Linked DNA regions of Danio rerio: region 2 is linked to region 1. The links are chromatin contacts, called in public Micro-C maps. All regions are on one chromosome and are shown on one strand. The core of a region is the stretch at or near the end of the contact, and the rest is flanking DNA. Distances in the headings are between cores, read along the strand shown. Region 1 holds the start of cpeb4b (cytoplasmic polyadenylation element binding protein 4b). Region 2 has its middle 27 kb from the start of bod1.

Region 1 (4,712 bases), core at 1,063-3,562:
TAGCTACAGTTATAGTTACAGTCCTTGGAGTAAAGCAATCAATCACTGGTCACTGTAACCCATTTTACAGCCGATCACCACGTCAAGTGTACATACCTGGAATGGGAAGATGTTCTCGCTCCTGTCATCCATCCAGGATTTAGGATTAAAGCCGGGACTGGCGCGGGAGTATTTCTGCTGGGGCATGTGGTTGTTTGGAAAGGTCTTCTTGAGTGGAGAGATGGAGTTGAGTGGTGTCATGCCCCCGTTCAAGCCTCGGCGGTACTCGCGGCCCTGAGAGCCGCCCCAACCACCATAACCCCCACCTGGGCTCCAGGATGTTGAAGAAGGAGAGGGCGAGGGGCTCTGGTAGCTGCCCCATGGTGAGGGAGGCTTGCTCAGGTTGTTGGAGAGATGCGGCAGCTGGCCAAAGGGGGCGCTGCGGTGGGGGAACGGTGGTGGATGAGGACTGGCAGGAGAACGACGATGCTGCTGGTGCTGACTGTGAGGGTGCTGGAAGTGGGGGTGGGGTGGGTGGTGCTGGGAGATGGGACCAATCTGAGGGGAGAAGTTGCCACCGAAGCCTGGGCTGACGTGATGGGAGAAGTTCTGGAACAGAAGAGGGCCGTTGTTGGCCGAGGCGGCCGGGTTGAAGAAGCTGATGTCCTCGTTGATAATGGTGGAGGGGGTGGCGGGAATAGCAGCCGACCAGTTGTTGAAGCTGGTCAGGGAGGAGGAGGTGCTGGACTGGGCTGCTGTGCCCAGTCCCGAGGGCTCCTGATAGTCAAAGGCTGTCAGCACTGGCGACTCCAAACGCAGCTTCTCTTTGCCATTGGTCCCTTCAGACGACCCACTCTCCACCTTACCTTCTTCGGCACGAGCCTTTTCCAGTTCAGAGATGATGGTGCTCTCCTGATGTCCAGGCGAGAGCTGCTGCTGCTGCTGTTTGTCTTGGGTCTCCTGCAGCTCCTGCTGCTGTACTTTGGGTTTATCCGAGCCCAAAATTTCATCTTGCATGTTGTTGTGGCCTCCAGCTGCCGGGAACAGCCAGGTCGAAGCGCTGCTGCTGCCATTCCCAGCCGGGGTGCTGTTTATGAAAGCGGCGGGGCTGGCGGTTGCATTGGGGTGGTGATGTGGCGGTTGCAGGTGAGGGTGGATTCGAACTGGGAAAGCAGACTTGTTGCCAGTGTTGTTCTGCACTAAGACTCCAAACCCGTAATCCCCCATTTATGTTCTCCAGTTTAACTTGGTCCCAACAGTTATTCTTGCTTCCTATGCCCTGAAAAAGAAGGCATGTCCATGGTTAAAACACTCACATGACGCAGTTGCACAACATTATTCATGACACACTGGAGGACACCCTTTGGTGAGAAGGCTATGTGGCACTACGCCACCAGACGTCACAAATACTGACAGGACAAATATATGTGAACATATCCCATATTCTCCAACCATGTTGACGTTGTCTAATATTATACCACACTGGTAATAACACAAGTTATAAATGTCTCTCAGGCTCTAATTATAGATTCGTGACGTCTCTTCAGCTAGCAGCTAACTGGCTACCGGCTTATTCAACAGGAACTGCTAAAAGGCTTCATATCAACCGAAAGGCCGTGTTTTCTGACGCAGAAACAATACGCTCAGGTGTTTCACACGATAAAATACCAATGTTGTTGTTTTAAAATCAATTATCAGCAAAGGAAAATGTATATACAGCCCCCTTATCTTTTCAACGAACGAACGCTTCGAGCTGAAAAATGATGACGTCTTCTGCTCGAGCGCTACAATACTCACAATAATGTACGATTTTTGACACATAAATCACAATACACATATTACGTTAGGGATTCATCATAAACACGTTCACAAAAATCAAGAAATAAATTCCCTTTTCACCTTAGTAGCTGATCCGAGCGATGACTGAGGGCAGACACTCGTTCCAGATATTACCACCACGCAAACTAACGCAGAAGCTCGAATAGACTGGTGATCTGATATTATGGAGTGGGGATCTTTAATCCGACAGCAGTGTCTAATTTTTTCTCCCTTCCTCGTCTTGACGTGTCCTGCCTTCTCAATGACACAGCCCTGTCTCGCTTTAGCCAGCTGCTAACCTTTAAAGCACTTGCGTAGACGATTCTACGTCATTGACTTCAATTTAAAAAGACTAGTTTAGTTACTGGTGAACTGCAAAGCGTTCGTGCGTCCTTTTCATTGTTATTTTTTTCCTTTCGCTGTCTTTTTTTTCACCAGCGCACTGCTGCTCCCTTCGCTGCGCTGCCGTTGCTGTCCTTCTTCTCCTCTTCACGGCACAATCTACTGAAGCCAAATGACAAGGAGACCCAGTCCACACACACTTCCGGTTAAACCCCCGCCTCCTTACGTCAGACCACGCCCACGGGAACCTCACAAGGCGGCTGCTCCGCCCACGCTGGCTGAGCACACGGCATGCAATTGGTCCCAGCGCTTGTTGCACCCGCCCACTTCGTCCTAATTTGGATGTGATTCATAAATATGTGTCTGCCCTTTAAGGTCATTTGAGTAACGAGGTTCCGCCTTTACCCTTTACGCCTTCAAAACTGAAATCTCCGCCCTGTAAGGTCAACGAGGATTAGGATTGGTGAATAAAATATAGACAGGTGAAACGCCACGCAATGCTTTAGCTTCAGAATATGAAAAAGATAGATAGATAGATAGATAGATAGATAGATAGATAGATAGATAGATAGATAGATAGATAGATAGATAGATAGATAGATAGATAGATAGATAGATAGATAGATAGATAGATAGATAGATAGATAGATAGATAGATAGATGGATGGATGGATGGATGGATGGATGGATGGATGGATGGATGGATGGATGGATGGATGGATGGATGGATGGATGGATGGATGGATGGATGAAAAAATAGATTGCTGGATGAGCGGGTGGATGGACAGACACAGACAGATAGATACTGTAGATAGATAGATAGATAGATAGATAGATAGATAGATAGATAGATAGATAGATAGATAGATAGATAGATAGATAGATAGATAGATAGATAGATAGATAGATAGATAGATAGATAGATAGATAGATAGATAGATAGATAGATAGATAGATAGATGAAGGATGGATGGATGGATAGATGGATAGATAGAGGGATGAATGGACAGTCAGATAGATAAATTGATAGACAGATGGAGAGATAGATGGAGAGATGGATGGATGAATGAATTGATGAATAGGTAGATAGAGGGATAGATGGATGAATAGATAGATAGATAGATAGATAGATAGATAGATAGATAGATAGATAGATAGATAGATAGATAGATAGATAGATAGATAGATAGATAGATAGATAGATAGATAGATAGATAGATAGATAGATAGATAGATAAATAGATAGATAGATAGATGGATGAGATAGATAGATAGATAGATAGATGGATGGATGGATGGATGGATGGATGGATGGATGGATGGATGGATGGATGGATGGATGGATGGATGGATGGATGGATGGATGGATGGATGGATGGATGGATGGGAAAATAGATTGCTGGATGAGCGGGTGGATGGACAGACACAGACAGATAGATACTGTAGATAGATAGATAGATAGATAGATAGATAGATAGATAGATAGATAGATAGATAGATAGATAGATAGATAGATAGATAGATAGATAGATAGATAGATAGATAGATAGATACATAGATCAGCAGCACCATTAAAATTCAAATGAATGCAATTTTCCAGAGACAGAAATCTGTGGCATGTGCAAATGGGAGTCCTTGGACCTGTAAGGAGCTGAAATCAGCAGGGGTGAGCTTTTCTCAGTTGTTATGACACCTGCTTGTGCCCTTCTTCGCTGTTTTAAGGGACCCTGATCAATCTCATTACTAGTGTTTCTGCAAGCGCCTGGGTCATAGAGCAGGGAGGAGAGTGGCTTAGAATGATCTGACAGCTGTGCCCAGACAGCTCTCATTAATGCCTGCTGCTGACATTGCTGCTGTTTTAACTCCAAACTGGTGCTCCTCCATCATCATCATTAGGCCAGGACTTCTCATAACACTATGCAGAACATCTATTGTACCAGTATGCTGCAGTCAGCTAGTCTATCTCTAACCTGCAATAATAACGTACTGACTACGTATGTTTATTAGACAGCTGTCAACTTTACATAGAACAAACTGACATTCTTAATGCTTTATTAATGTACAAAAATAGACCTTTTATTGACCTTATTCTGCAATGTGGAAGTGTGCTCGTTTTTGAGATTGTTTCAGAACATCCAATATCCTGTCAGAGAAATGACTAGGAATAATAAATGGCGGAAAATACTACTCAAACTACTCGCTCTCCAAACAATTGTGTTCTTGACTATACATTTTTTGGAAAGACACAATATCGTTTAAAAAAAATATTGTGTCACACACAATATCGTTACAAAGTTTGCGCGAACACGTCCACACACACACACACGTTTAACTTTGCACTATTTGCACGAGAAATGTGACAAGTCACATTAATATACACTGCTGTATGGATATCCAATATGGTAATATACAAAATAAACCTGATTTACGTCCACAAACTGGGAAGCGTCTTTTTTATAATCATGCATTAAACTTGTAAATCTCATTCTTAAGGTGCGACAGAGAGCTGAACAGATCTTTTAATCTTATTTGCTTTGCGCAAGTCCTGTCTTGTGGATATGATTATACGTGTT
Region 2 (4,712 bases), core at 952-3,451, 72 kb after region 1:
GGAATGAACTGCCAACTTATCCAGCATGTTTTTACTCAGTGGATGCCCTTCTAGCCGCAACCCATCTCTGGGAAACATCCACACACATTCACACACACACACACACTCATACACTACAGACAATTTAGCCTACCCAATTCACCTGTACTGCATGTCTTTGGACTGTGGGGGAAACCGGAGCACCCGGAGGAAACCCACGCGAAGGCAGGGAGAACATGCAAACTCCACACAGAAACGCCAACTGAGTCGAGGTTCGACCCAGCGACCTTCTTGCTGTGAGGCGACATCACTACCTACTGCGCCACTACCTCGCCTGTCTAAAAACAAACATTTCTTAAATCCTACCACATTAGAGATGGCTGTCCACACTTTTATTACATCACGGTTAGACTACTGCAATGCACTTTACTGTGGCATTTCAAAATCTCAAATTTCTCTCCTACAGTGTGTCCAAAATGCTGCTACTTGATTTATTTGTAATTGCAGAAAATATGACCACATTGCCCCTCTTCTAAGAGGCCTCCATTGGCTGCCTGTCCGATTCAGAATTGATTTTAAAATGCTTTTATTGGTACAAAAATCCCTCCATAATCTAACCCCACCCTATCTTTCAGAGCTGTTTCATTGTTACACTCCCGAGAGATCTCTTAGATCAAGTGATCAAAATCTTCTTCTAGTTCCTCAGTCCAGACTGAAACGTTGAGGGGACAGAGCTTTTTCTGTGACGGGTCCTCGATTGTGGAACACCTTGCCCCTTGAGATTATAATGGCTCCATTATTATCTATTCTTAAATCACCTCTTAATCGTAGCTTTTTATCTGAGGTTAATATTATTTTAATAGTCCTTGTTACTGCTACATTTTCATTTTTCAGATGTTTTTCCATTCTTATTTCTGTTTTAAATTCTTTCTTTTTATTTTTTACCTTGTCTTATGTACAACACTTTGCTCAGTTTTGTGACTGTGTTTAAATGTGCTCTATAAATAAATGAACTTGAACACTGAGAAATGAATAAAAATATTCATTCATTCATTCATTCATTTTCGTACGCTTTTCCAGGGATGAGTTGTGGGGGCAGCAGTCTCAGGAGAGAACCCCAGACTCCCCTTTCCCCGGAAACTTCTTCCAGCTCCTCCTGAGGGACCCAAAGGCGTTCCCAGGCCAGCCGAGAGACATAGTCCCTCCAGCATGTCCTGGGTATTCCCTGAGGTAGGCGTCCAGGATGCATCCGAGAACAGATGCAGAGCCACCTCAGCTGACTTCTCTTGATGTGGAGGAGCAGCAGCTCTACTCCGAGCTCCGCTTGGGTAACAGAGCTCCTTACCCTATCTATAAGGGTGCGCCCTGCCACCGTGCGAAGGAAACTCATTTCAGCCGCTTGTATCCGTGATCTTTATCCTTTCGGTCATGACCCAAAGCTCATGACCATAGGTGAGAGTAGAAACGTAGATTGAGCAGTCCTTTCGGCTCAGCTCCTTCTTTACCACAATAGACTGATACATCGACCGCATTACTGCTGCACTAATCCGCCTGTCAATGTCAAGTTCCATCATTTCCTCACTCGTGAACAAAACCCCAAGATACTCGAACTCCTTCACCTGAGGTAAGGACTTTCCCCCAACCTGGAGATCGCAAACCACCCTTTTCCAGTGGAGCACCATGGCTTCGGACTTAACATCACACTCTGCAGCAAACCAGTGCATGTTGGACTCCGGCAGGGCTGCCCTTTGTCACCGATTCTGTTCATCATTTTTTAAGGATAAAAATATTCAATTTCAAAATAGGGCATACTATGTTGTGTATGAGTGTAGGGTGTACTATGTTGTGTAGGGTGTATGTAGAACACTATATTTATATATATACCCTTGGGGTGTGGACAGGTATGTTTTTCTTCAGTCTATCCACATCATTTCTCACAGGCATCTCTACTTTCCTTAAGGAACGTAGGATGAATACTACACCAATCTCTACCACCTCCTCATTTTCCTTCTCTCATTCTATTCTTTTCTTCTTTCTTGCAGTCCTCTAGTCGTGATACTTGATTTAGCAGCTTTCATTTTTGCTGCAAGAGATTTCACAGCAGTGACTGAAGGACTGCAAGACTGCGGAAGTAAAGCAGAGGAAGCAGAGGAGAGAAGCAGCCGCTCACACCTCCCGTTCCCCAGAGTGAGTAATTGCAGCGATGATGTTGGCGGAGGGAGGAGTGTGACGTAGAGGGAGGCGTGAGGAGTCAGGGAATACCCTCATAAAGAGACACAGAGCGAGTGTGTGTGGGTGTAGCATGAAGAAACACTCTCTCTCTCTTTTTCTCTCTCTCTCTTTCTCTCTGTGATGTGTGGCGTGAGAAAGCCGAGCCTCCAGCCCATGTTTAAAGATTCATGATGCAGAGCTCTGCGTCTCAGCAGAGAGCTCCACTTACACACATACACACACGCACGCGCAGGTTTGTTTTTGTGAATTGTGGGGACATTCCATTGGTTTCCATTGGTTTTAAACTGCACAAATTATAGCACTAACCCAACCTTATCCTTAAAGCCAACCATCACAGGAAATAGTGTGTTTTTACTGCATGATTTATAAGCTTTTTGAGAAATAGGGACATCAGCAATGTCCTCAGAATTCATTATGTCCTTTTAATACCTGTGTTTCCTTTGTCACACACACACTCTTTCTATATGCTTCAGTACCAGCAGAGAAACATTATGATGTGTGTGGACTAAAGCCTGAATTACATGTCTGTGTCGAGTGATCGCCATTACCCCTGCGCATGCCTTGCGTGTAGTTATAGTTAGCATTTATACTTAGCATTTGAAGCGTGCATTTATACTTCTGCATGCTGTTTGTGTTCTGCAATAACACTTCTGAAATGCTAGCTGTTATCGGGTTTTTATGTTCCCCTGTGTCAAGCAGTAGTGGAAATAACAGCGCAAAATAAACAACATTACTTTTTTCAGTATCGAGTAATCTAATGAATTACTGTTTCCTCCGTTACAACATCGTTACTGCTGCCGAGTGTGACACGGTTAAAACGAGAATCAGCATTTCCAAGTCTGAGCCATGGTGTTCCACCAGAAAAAAGGTGGTTTGCCATCTCCAGGTTGAAGGAAAGACCTTACCCCAGGTGGAGGAGTTCAAGTATCTTGGGGTTTTGTTCACCAGTGAGGGAAAGATGGAACGTGAGATCGACAGGCGGATTGTTGCAGAGGCAGCAGTAATGCAGTCGATGTACCAATCCATTGAGGTAAAGAAGGAGCTGAGCCGAAAGGCAAGGCTCTAGATTTACTGGCCAATCTACGTTCCTACTCTCACCTATGGTCATGAGCTTTGGGTCATGATCGAAAGGACAAGATATCGAATACAAGCGGCCGAAATGAATTTCCTTACAGGGTGGCAGGGCACACCCTTATAGATAGGGTAAGGAGTTCTGTCACCTGGTAGGAGCTCGGAGCAGACCTGCTGCTCCTCCACATCGAGAGAAGTCAGCTGAGGTGGCTACCCAGGGAAGTGTTCCAGTCATGTCCGACCAGGAGGAGAACTCAGGGAAGACCCAGGACACCCTGGAGGGACTATGTCTGACCTGGGAAAACCTCGGGATCCCCCCGGAGGAGCTGGAGGAAGTGTCTGGGGAGAGTGAAGTCTGGGGTTCACTCCTAAGCCTTCTGCCCCCATGGCCCTGCCCCGGAAAATGGGTAGAAAATTAATGAATGACAACGCCGTTACCTTCACTGACAATAAAATGCACGTTACTATAATTGAGAAAACTGGTTTTGATGTGAGCAGTGTCTCTCTCTCAGCCATCTCAGCCTGCATAATTTAGGGGCGTGGCCACTTGAGTGACAGCTAGGTCTCGCTGCTCGCTGATTCCTCACCTTAGCTGATTCCGCCTGAGCAGCCACTGAACTCGGCATATACATCGTAGTTTTGTTTTGTTTTATGTGGCTTTACACAGTCCGTCGCCTTTTGGAATTATGAATTATCAGTTGATATGGCATGCTGTGTGCACTTAATGCTAACAAAACATTGACATGGCCTCCATTTCCCAGGTGAGTGAAATTATTCACTTATATTCCATCTCTATAAACGTGTTTGTTTTATTTAAGCATTTAGCATTTATAATTTTCTTTAGAACTTTAAATTCAAATGAGATTGTGCTCTTTTTAATGGAGGATGGAGCTACAAATGCATGTGTGTCAGCATAGTGGTAGATTCAAAAACAAGACTAACATCCTATGCTAATGACGAAAAGATGGTCACTAGTGGGCGGGGCTTATAAAAGCATAATAGGTCCTCTTTAAGGTAACAGGTATAAGCATTTCACTGGATATCGTAGTGCATGACTGTGTAGGTGTATTTGAACACAATTTGAATACAAAACGTCTAACCAATGATAGAGACAGTGCATTTCTGTAAAAAAAATAACCACACATATAAACAATATTTAAACAATTATATTCTAAAATAATATAAACAAGCACGCTAGATTTATAAAACACAAATATCTATATTTTATGTACATTTCTTGTTAGAATAGGCCGTATATGGCACTCCATAATGCAGCACTCTTCTTCTTGCTTATCACTGCATGCCTCTATTTATAGAGCCTCCCAAGAGCAGAGAAAGACTCCCATCTGAAACACACACACACACACACACACACACACACACACTCGTGCTGAGGAAAGAGGAGCTGTGGTGGGAGGGCTGGAAAAAGG

Evidence for each region. A called contact is a pair of places that touch in the nucleus more often than the background predicts.
Region 2: a Micro-C map of caudal fin shows a contact between it and region 1, with 3 times the contacts expected there. The contact joins the enhancer-like site here to the promoter of cpeb4b in region 1. A contact is called at or near these places in 3 of 18 Hi-C or Micro-C datasets (caudal fin, embryo and an unstated tissue) and 1 of 4 datasets of contacts at active chromatin or transcription factors (caudal fin).

Annotation. Positions count from the first base shown.
Region 1 is chr21:45,035,765-45,040,476 of GRCz12tu, forward strand. It overlaps cpeb4b (cytoplasmic polyadenylation element binding protein 4b), which reads right to left and starts at 2,313. Exons shown (of 11, transcript NM_001351713.1): 1 at 1,879-2,313; 2 at 97-1,258. The coding sequence starts at 1,206.
Region 2 is chr21:45,108,355-45,113,066 of GRCz12tu, forward strand. No RefSeq gene overlaps it. Among named protein-coding and RNA genes, the nearest start is that of bod1, 27 kb to the right of the region's middle. Within about 2 kb of position 2,202, at least 33 of the 62 cell types and tissues checked have an H3K27ac peak or open chromatin away from gene starts, as enhancers often do. A contact at or near this core is called in caudal fin, where this site is marked.